Regions from separate parts of the Sus scrofa genome. Here region 1 is linked to region 2. A link is a contact called in public HiChIP or PLAC-seq data. All regions are on one chromosome and are shown on one strand. Each heading gives the region's core, a stretch centred on a gene start, on an enhancer-like site or on the middle of the called end of the contact. The rest is flanking DNA. Distances are from core to core; before and after follow the strand shown.

Region 1 (5,566 bases), core at 556-3,055, 310 kb before region 2:
TTCAGAACAGCACTGGATAAGTCAATGTTAACTCCATAGCCACGTTCCCATTCTTAAAGTGCAAAGAATTAGATTCATTTGACCATCACAAAATAAAGGAGCCTTGGCATTAAATAGTATTCCATCTCTAACTAAAATATAAAAGCAAAGAGATGATACTCTGCCGTGAGGCAGAATTTAAGTGAAAGGGGGAAACAAGAGCCTTCACAAATGGTACATTCTATAAAGATTATGTGACAACTTAATATTGGAATATAATTATTAATTCACCCACATGACAGACATTTCTGTAATTAATTTAATACTGTAATGACTTCTATTTGGTAGATATAGAAAAAAACAGATTTCAGCATGAATTTCATTCAGACACTTTTTCCCTATGGGCATGTATGCTCTCCCCAGAGGTATCAAAAGATCTATTTTATTTTAAACTGCCTCTAAAATAAAACAGGACTGCTTTTTTGGAAATTATATACACACTTTAAAATTTATATATATATATATATAATTTAGAATGTACTATCAATCAACTTTTTTTTTTCAGGAAATCAACGATTAAATCATTAGTTTTTAACTGGCAATTCTCTTTCCTTATTTAGAAACCTCACTATCTGCTCATAAAGGAATGCATGACACTTTTTCTTTCTCAGAGTGACAAAGGAAAAAAGAGCATACTGTCATAACAAACAGACTCTAGTCATGGGTGTAATTTATGACACGAGCGTAGTTTAACATGCATTCATGGTTCTGAACCTTAATGTTTTTTGTTCGTGTTGTCATTTTTTTTCTTCTCTGCTTCCCACCCCCTGCATTATTAAGACCAAAGAAAGGACAAATGATAACTTTATATTAAGGTCCTTGAGTTGGCAAGGAGAGTAATTACCAGCTGGAGGCTCACAGGGATCATAGGGCCCTTCTCGAAGGAGAAAAGGTGTCTGACATTTAGGTCAGGCGACATGATTAGGTGGAAACCCACTGCTGTCCTTATAACTGCAATATTCTACCTCTCAGAAGGACTCCATTGTCCCTCCACTACCTTTCCCAGTAGTTGGGGGATTAAAACTAAACCAAACCAAAGCAAAGAAACCCAGAACAGAACAGAAAGGGAAACAAAAGGTTATTAAAATGCAATTTATAGACATAAAATGGAATTAGAGATGACATTTTAACGGTGGACTTCTTGAGAGCGAAGGGAGGGGAGGGAGGTGTTATTAGATTTGCTCAGCTTGATGAAGAACCGATGACTCAGATGTCAGTTCCAATTTATTTTTCCTCATTTAATGCTGTTTATTATTTTAACCAATAATTTTCCTAATGCTTTCAAGTTCTTATTTTGCATTTTGCTCATGCAAATAGAGCATTTCAGTCTAATTGAACAAATCCATACTAATCAGTGTGCAAATAATTGTGATAGTGGGAAGCTTCTTTTCTGAAGCAGAAGACCTCTCTGCACGAGGGCATTCCTCAGTGTGGTGTTAGGGGACACTTTGCCTGCAGATGGCAGTAGAGAGCTAGTTACTGCGTAGCTATCCCTGGGCTGAAACAGAAACGCAGGCCTTCATCTTCCTAACAGCAAGGGTACTTGGATTTTTTTTTTCCCCCTAAATAAAACGAACATACGTTTTTAAAAAGGTTAAAATCTCACATTTCTGTTCTGAGAACACTGGGCTATCCTAGCTTGCAATTAGAATACCAAATCTTCGGAGCAGTTTTTAGTTTAAGCGCCCGGTGCTATGGCATGTTTTTGAAGTGCCTTTGTGAATTTAGCATTAGAAACTGTCGTCAGTGTTATGCCAGTACCACACCTGAAAGCGCTCATGAGCCTCTCCAGAAAGAAAAGTGGTCAGCTTGCAACCTCTCGTGGGCAGAACAGTGGGAGCAGGCACAGGGCATGATTATTGTTTTTCAAATTTGGGGACTGAATCTTTTATTCCTAGGTAGCCAAAGGCTAACATCTTATTCCAAGAGGAGCAACTCTGAGAATTTATCCTGTCTTCTGTTTATGATACCTTTTGTTAATCATAAGCACTTAGCTGCACATATGCACTTTTAATATACAGTGAAAGCTATTTTTTCTTTCATTTTCTTTATTTTCTTAGAGAGAATTTACTGTTTTATACTATATATTTCTAGTTCAGAAATGTAATTGATTCACCTTTAAGAGTAGCTCTGCTTTTGAAGATTAACTCTTAAAGAAATCCAAATTGCTGTGATTTATGGAGGTTCAAAACCTGATTATTTTCATCTTTTATTTCATATTTATGAAGCCCTCACATTTAAGCTTGATGGGGTAAGACTTGAGGGGGGTCCAATCTGCTTTCTCTCAGGTGGCTAAAGCTGATTCAGTACTTTATTGTAAAGCATTTTCCATTGCTATAGAATTTGAAGCGGTGTTTATATCTTTTGAAATTGAGAAGATATTATTAAGTGTGCAATCAAAAACTTGTTTGAGAAATTAGACCTTTTCTAACAAACTGGCCTCCGAGATATTCATGAGGGATTAGTGTCTTTTCTTGCCTTTTTATTTTCAAGGTACAGCTTTAGGATATTAGCTAGTCACCCTGCAGAAGAGGCATCGTAACTCTATGTACATATATAGCCAATGAAGAACAGCTTGGTCTGGAGTCTTAATCCTTTAGCATAATGTTGATCCACTGAGTTGCCCCCATTTCTCTCTGCTCAGCTGGACCACGGGTTTACCATCAAGAGATCAGGGTCTTTGGACTACTACCAACAACCAGGAATGTATTGGATAAGGTATGAGACGGTGCAGCTCAACAGTCAGTGTTTCCATGGCAACGTGCTGGCAGTCTCCATTAACCAGTTCCTTCAGTGGATAAACATGCTTTTGATTTGTTATCCAGTCCATATGCTGCTTTATCAGTTTCATTTTAATCTTGATTGAGATGCCACACCCCCTCATTCCTTTTTTTCACCCATTATTCACAGACATTTGCCAGCTTTCTTTCCATTGCACATGCTCAGTATCAGTTTTCCTTACAGTTAAAAGGACAGTATATTGAGTTAATGTCAAAGCATTTTCCTGATGTTGCTAATTAAAACAATGATTTCTAGTGCTCTTCTGTCCCTCAACAAATGGAAGAACAACAGTACCTTAGTATATATGTTCTATAGAAGTATATACTGTCATTTTAAAATCATCAAGCCCGACCGTGACCTTATTAGATGGATGAAACAATGCATTTACACCTTAGTCATAGAAGCTCCTCTGAGCACAGTGAGCTATAGAATGCATTGTGTGTGTTGGTAAGCTTGTGTTTTCAAATTCTCCACCTTTTTGTTTTGTTTTTGTTTTATTGTTACCTCTCTTCCCCGGAAATCCCTTTATGTACTAGCTATTGCATGAATTTATTTCTCGATATTTCGTAACTGTCAGATTACTTAGCTGGCTTATCTGCTCAAGCAAAAGGGACCATGGGAGGTATTGATTTTTTTAAAACTGGGTTAAGAATTCTATCCAATCGTTTTCTATTCCAGTCAACTGCCCTGGCATTTCCTTCAAGGGGCATTGTTTGTGTCTCCCTAAGTTATCCACAGGCAGGATGGGTTTTGATGATTTGAGAAATGAACTCTGAGAAGTCCTAGGCAACTTTTCTCCTCCATCTTAATGTCTCTGAAATGATCTCCAGGTAAAGCTCCACATCTTAGTGTTTGCCGGGAAATGACTCCACGGGGTTGGACATTTGTTTCCCCCAAATGATGGTGCCTTATGCTGTTTGATGGAATAGACTAAGTTGTCTTAAAGAAAGAAAAGAATTTTAACCCCCCCCCCAGTTATCACTCTTAATTTTTTTTCTATAATGAGACACCAGAGTCAAACACTCTTTGACAAACTATCCAAATATCTAAGGTCATGATGATTCCTAAGTCCGCTGAAAGAAAGACAACACTCAGGCTTCAATAAATAGCTTGGAGTCAGTTGCACAGAGAAGGCTGCCTGTATCCCGTAGACGGATCTGCATGCAGGAGCTGCACACCTACCTTTTTATTTACCTGAGTAAATGGGCTTGACAGATGCACAGAGCACTTCCCTTTATTTTTAACCTTTTTTGGGGGATGGGGGTGAGTCAATCACGACTTGCCTTTGTGCAGACTCTTCTTTTTGACTTTTCACATGGAAGATGATCCGTCCATCTTTTACTTCTCACAGAACAATAATCTATATTCTGAAGGGCACACACGAGTGCAGAGTACAACAAATTCTTACAAACGGAGCACACCCCTGTAGGCAGCACCCAGAGCAGGCACAGATCATTTCTAGCACTCCCAGAGGACCACCCCCCCCACCCACCGCCCCGGCCCCCAGGGCCCTTCTGGGAGGGTCACGTAGCCCTGAGGGTAAACACTGACCTGGAATCTATCCGCATTAATTAGCCTTGCCTGGTTTTGTTCTTTATATAAATCAAATCACATCATGCTTCATCCTTTTTCAGTTGTATGGCTCCTAACCTCAGGCATATTAACCAAACATATAAGAGTAAAGTTGATATACAATTAAAAATAGGCATCAAATATGTCTAATTACAGTTGTGCATATTTGTATAACACAAACTACACTATAATTAAAAACGCTAAAAAATTATTTGGGCTTAAAAGTGGGTGCAAAACACCACATCAGCAATAATTAATAAATGTAGCCAAGTATGAAAAGGCCATTTGACTAAAATCCTAGTGACCGTTCCCATCAGCAGACAAAATGACACATCCCTGAATAATGGGCAGGAGCAGATGGGAGATCATCTCTTTTCTCTTCCCCACATAAACTGCTCTGTTTTCCAGCTGGGGGCAGTAACAACAATGTTTATAGTTAATGCTGTACTAAACAGCACACCCAGTATGTAAAGCTAAATTGGAGAAATGATGCTAAAAACTCATCGGCATATATGCTTAATTAGGAAGTTTTATAATGCCATTTAGCCCCGGAACGAACACACTCTCCTCACTGATTGCAAATGCTTGCCTTTTATCTCCACGGAAGTGGGAGCATTTGTCTAACCACGGTGGCAGCCAACTTTCTAACATAAACAATCATTGTGGGCGAAACATCCCCGCTCCCAATTGTTGTGTTTACAAGTGCTCCCGGCTGTTTTCACTACTCTGAGCAGAACCCTTGGGAGATGTGCTTGCATTTTGTAAAGCAGCTCACGTCAGGGCAGAGGCTGGGGAGACATCTTTTCAGAGCACCTGGAACTGGCATGTCCCTCTTAGTAGGCTTTTGGTGGCGGTGGAGAAATGCTGGGAAGCCACATTCCTCCTCTCTCATTCATTCTTCTGTCTCGACAGAGAAGCTTCCAGGCTGTAGCCAGGGGAGCAGCATCCTGCATGGTTTCATTTCCAGAAGACCTTGCTCCTTTTGTCCGAGTCTGGGTGTGACCCTCTCTGGGGAATGAGCTGCCTGGGCCACTTCACCCTCTCGGGGTGAGGCTACAAGTCTGGAATTTACATCTCATTACATTTTTGCCCACCTGAAAATCTGTCCTTACCCAAAGGGGATGTGGCTGCACACATTTCTGCCTCTCTCAAGTGAAGCTGTCACTGTGCAGGT
Region 2 (5,063 bases), core at 246-2,745:
TGTAAGTTATATCAGAATCTACCACTCTTGGATAACGAGAAAGAATGATGCTGTACCTGTGCAAAAGAGAAAAAAAATCAAAAGCCTGGGTAAAAGTGGGAGCCCGGAACAAGATCTTGTTACAAGTGGCTCTGAAAGAAAGTGCCTACAAACCTGTTCCAGGAATTATAGGATTCTGATGGAAATATTCTTAATTTGAAAGAGAGAGCATCTAAATTAAAGGTGGGCAAATAAAAATCTGCCTAGGTTTAAATACCACTGGAGACCCCCCAAGTGTTATTTCTTCCATTTCCTGTACAAGAAGGACACAGTTGGTAAGGACACACCAGGGGGGAAAGATGTTCTACATAAATCCATTTCCCCCTTCTGCTGCAAGGTTCCCAAATTTAGAAATGTTGATTTCTTTCAAAGTTTTCCAAAACAATATTTAAATTTACAAACGCTGGATAACTACAAATTTATTTTCTTTTAAAATCTTAAGCATTTCCTTTAATCAAATCGCATAAAATAGAAAATTAGAAGTCTGCTGTCAGGTGACCACTAAGGACACTTAGGAGAGGAAATTCATCCTTAATACTTTTGTAAATAAGCCAGAAACCCCAGACCTGCAAATGTTTAGGTTATCTGCCAGTAGGTCTCATCTCTATGATCTGTCCTGAATTTACATGCATTAAAATATAGCTCATTATGAAAAAAATAATCTCTCGATCACTGAGGTATTTTATTTCACACTGTTTCTGCCACTGCATATAAAACTTAGTGTCCTGGTTATAACGTTGGGCAAGTCTATCAAAGTACAAAGAGGACTGCAGATGGGGGGAGGGGTGTACAAAACATCCTAACAAACTGGAGTAGATGACATCTCACAGCCATAATTTTCAGATTCCTTTCAACAACTGCAAATGAGGAAAAAAACATAGATAAAACTCTGTCACATTAAAAAAAAAATTCTCACATAGGAACAATCCAGAAAATTACACAGGTATTATTAGTCCATATAAGCCAACGTGCATATACTTGAAAGAGCAAACTCTCAACCTGCATTCAAAAAGACCTCCAGGATTAACAGCCATTAATTATCTTACTCGAAATGCAAGTTAGTGACTTTTGTTTTAGAAAAAGCCCCTTCTAGTTCACCAATTGATGGATGACCATTAGTACACCTGTATTTGCATTTCATCGGTAAAAAGACAAGCAGGGTTTTCAGCACAGAAGAGAACCACTTTGCCAAGTCTTTTCAAAACGTCAATATGCTTCAATTAGTACCAAAGCTGAGAGATTCCTCTTGATTTCCAGAACTGTCTAGGTGGCCTGGGTGGTTTTCTGCCGGCAGCAGCCTCCTACCTTTCGTTTGTGTGCCTATATCCATGAGGGGGGATTAATTAGCCGGGTTGGAGCTGACGGAGGCTGTCGTGACGAGCCCAGTGGCGATTGGCCGCCAGCCTGCCTGGCCCTGCCTTTATAATTTCCACACGAGTGCATCTGGGCTCTTAGACAAACCAACAGCAGCTTCTTCTGACATATACACACGCACACTCACCCCCGACTCACACTCAGCACACTTTTCCTCCATCTGATTAACAGTCCTGCACACACGATGATCACGGGGAAAGCGTAAATAAATACGAAAAGGGTTGATTATTTTGACTACTGGAAGAGCTTTGCTGGGTCTCAGCGCAACTTTTGTTTTTATTACTGAGAAGGTGATTGCTCCAGGCCTTTCTCTCACACAAGGATTCTTTAAAAGAGGAAGAGAGACAGAGACGGGGGGAGACCAATCTTTCACTTTAAGACCGGCTGGGCTCAAAGATAAAAGGAAGGGGAAGGCAGCCGCTAGGAATCCACCGCCGCAGCACTTCGGAAAGACGTTTCTGGTACATTTCTGAGCGCCGCGGCCCGTTTCTCCACCGAAGTTGGCTCCAGCTCTAGCAGCCGCATTGGATCCCACAGCTTACTGCGAGACTCCGGTGTACAATCCGGATCTCTGCCCCAACATGATCGCGGCCCAGGCCAAGCTGGTCTACCATCTGAATAAATACTACAACGAAAAATGCCAAGCCAGGAAAGCTGCCATTGCCAAAACTATCCGGGAAGTCTGCAAAGTAGTTTCCGACGTCCTGAAGGAGGTGGAAGTGCAGGAGCCGCGGTTCATCAGCTCTCTCAACGAGATGGACAATCGCTACGAGGGCCTCGAGGTCATCTCCCCCACCGAATTTGAGGTGGTGCTTTACCTTAACCAAATGGGAGTGTTCAACTTTGTGGACGACGGCTCGCTGCCTGGCTGCGCGGTGCTCAAGTTGAGCGACGGGCGCAAGAGGAGCATGTCCCTCTGGGTGGAATTCATTACCGCCTCCGGCTACCTCTCGGCGCGAAAAATCCGGTCCAGGTTTCAGACGCTGGTGGCTCAAGCGGTTGACAAATGCAGCTACAGGGATGTGGTAAAGATGGTGGCAGACACCAGCGAAGTGAAACTGAGAATCCGAGATAGGTACGTGGTGCAGATCACACCGGCTTTTAAATGCACTGGGATCTGGCCAAGGAGTGCTGCCCACTGGCCACTTCCCCACATCCCCTGGCCTGGACCCAACCGGGTGGCGGAGGTCAAAGCGGAAGGGTTCAACCTCTTGTCCAAGGAGTGCCACTCCCTGGCCGGCAAGCAGAGCTCGGCGGAGAGCGACGCCTGGGTGCTGCAGTTCGCGGAGGCAGAGAACAGACTGCAGATGGGGGGCTGCAGAAAGAAATGCCTCTCCATTCTCAAAACCTTACGGGATCGTCACCTCGAACTGCCAGGCCAGCCCCTGAACAATTACCACATGAAGACTCTGGTTTCCTACGAGTGTGAAAAGCATCCCCGGGAGTCGGACTGGGACGAGTCTTGCCTGGGTGATCGGCTTAACGGGATTTTGCTGCAACTTATCTCCTGCCTGCAGTGCCGGCGGTGTCCTCACTACTTTTTACCGAACTTAGATCTGTTTCAAGGCAAACCTCACTCGGCTCTGGAGAACGCTGCCAAACAAACGTGGCGACTTGCAAGAGAGATCCTGACCAACCCGAAAGTTTGGAAAAACTTTAGAGGACAATTTAATCGACAGCCGAAATGTGATTCCTAGTCTCCAAGTTCTCAAGAAGTGTAGACTTCCTGTTCGATTCCTATCTAATATTCCACTTGACAGTGCAAACAATCTCTTCCTTGAAAAGGAATACTAATACAGTGTTTAGGCATCATCTCACCCACCCCTCCAAAGGAAGGAAAAGAAGTAGGGAAAGCCAAGCGGATGGAGAAAAGCCCAAACCCGCAAGTATTAGAAGACTTCTTTACAAAGGATTTCATATCGCCCTTGAAAAGTACACAGTAACACCCGGAAAACAGCCTGGCTCTAACGCAAGACCGCAATGAACACTGCCTAACTATCAAAGGATTATAGCAATCCTGGTGATTTAGGCGCATCTGGCTGTGAGTAAACACGATTTGGATATGCCATCTGAAGGGAAGTGTAATGTATATTTTGATTTGTAACAAATATTGTGATCTCACTTTGTCTTTGCAAGTGTGGATGTTGGTGTTTTGTGATTTGGTGAACAGAAGTTGAATTGCCATTTTGGATACTTCCAGGCATTTTCCACTAACGAAGATATAATTTAAAGGTAGATTTCCTCTTGGTACTTTTATCTGTCTTCAAAAGTGTCTGAACTTTAAAAAGTTTACATTATGTTTCAAATATATTGCTTGTTCTATTTCTAACATTCCATAAATATACTTGAAATGTTATTTAAATATATTCAAAGAAATTTGAATTCAGCTTATATAATAACGCTTGAATATCTGAATTATATATTTGAAAAATGCACTTGAAATACACTGGATAATTACTTTTGTGATTTAGATTTTAATTTCTGTTGCCAGTTTTTATTTAATTAGAAGCTAATAAATGAAGTAAAATTAAAGTTGTTGTGTCTCACTTTGAATTGTTTTTCTGTTAAAAGATGCAATGCTTCATTTTGAAAATCGAATCCACTTGAATATTTTAAACATTTTTGGGAAATATACTAATGAAATAATTAAAAATAAAACCTTAAAATATTGGAGAAAAGCTCTTTTTGTATAGTTGCAGAAGAGAATGACCTACTGTCAGTTTCTGACTTTGTATAAGGCTATTCCATTCTACAACAGACACAATTTAAATCTACCTGTGAAATCTTGCTATTCTGGGCTAATACTTCTGTAGGATTTTTGATAATATAAGGATACAATATATCATGACAGTCAAGACTGCTGAGTTAAAAATCAGACTAAGAGAAAATGAACTTAACAAAGTCCTAAAAAACTTTGGACATTTGTGTGTGAAAACTAACTGTGCTAATAAAATGAAGATAATTTCTGACCTATTTTATGTCAAACCTTATTTTCTTCAGGAAGTGTTTCATTGGTGGAATGAATGAATCAGATATCCAAAGTTACTTTTTACTTCATAGGGCAAACCAATGATAAAAACATAAAGACGTAGTTTAAATTATCTAACATCAAATGCACTACATTCAAACTCATTTTCAAATTCCGTTCTTTTGGATTTAGAAGTAAAAGTCCCATGGGTATCCTTCAGAGTATTTTAACAGTCAACAAGTGCAGGAAGGGCTAATCACCTATGGGCCTTAAGGTAGTTAGTTAATTGTGGTGGGAGTAAATTTTAGAATTTCAATTGCTATTCTACAAATAGCATTTTATAATGTTTTATTTCTATATACAAATTAAATATAAATAATAAAGTTCTGGATCTATGAAAGCATTTGTCTTTAACTATTTTAGGATAACTGCCTTGAAAATACTTTAAAGGAACGTCTTTGTAAAAGGATGCTTGATTATCTAATGACATGTTCCTGATTTTAATCTCAGGAAAAAAAGTTTACAAATGGCACAATAACATAAAAGTTAAAACAACATTAAAACTGATATCAGAAGAAAGTACAGAAGTATAGAGCTGCCTGAATACTTAGGTTTAAAAATTTTACAATAATATATAATAAACACTTATACATTTTAAATCGTCCAAATGTATATTGTTTGG

Evidence for each region. HiChIP or PLAC-seq counts read pairs in DNA pulled down with a chosen protein or histone mark.
Region 1: an H3K27ac HiChIP or PLAC-seq map of skeletal muscle shows a contact between it and region 2, with 4 times the contacts expected there. The contact joins the enhancer-like site here to the promoter of MAB21L1 in region 2. A contact is called at or near these places in 1 of 5 promoter capture datasets (fetal skeletal muscle), 5 of 47 Hi-C or Micro-C datasets (embryonic fibroblasts, fetal skeletal muscle, heart right ventricle and 1 more) and 1 of 2 datasets of contacts at active chromatin or transcription factors (skeletal muscle).

What each region holds. Positions count from the first base shown.
Region 1 is chr11:11,830,585-11,836,150 of Sscrofa11.1, reverse strand. The region is part of intron 16 of DCLK1 (serine/threonine-protein kinase DCLK1); the gene reads left to right. Among named protein-coding and RNA genes, the nearest start is that of MAB21L1, 310 kb to the right of the region's middle. Within about 2 kb of position 1,805, at least 8 of the 83 cell types and tissues checked have an H3K27ac peak or open chromatin away from gene starts, as enhancers often do. A contact at or near this core is called in skeletal muscle, where this site is marked.
Region 2 is chr11:11,518,068-11,523,130 of Sscrofa11.1, reverse strand. MAB21L1 (putative nucleotidyltransferase MAB21L1) reads left to right here and starts at 1,495. Exons shown (of 1, transcript XM_001927778.7): 1 at 1,495-4,733. The coding sequence starts at 1,995. The coding sequence ends at 3,110. All of the region lies in intron 41 of NBEA (neurobeachin), which reads right to left.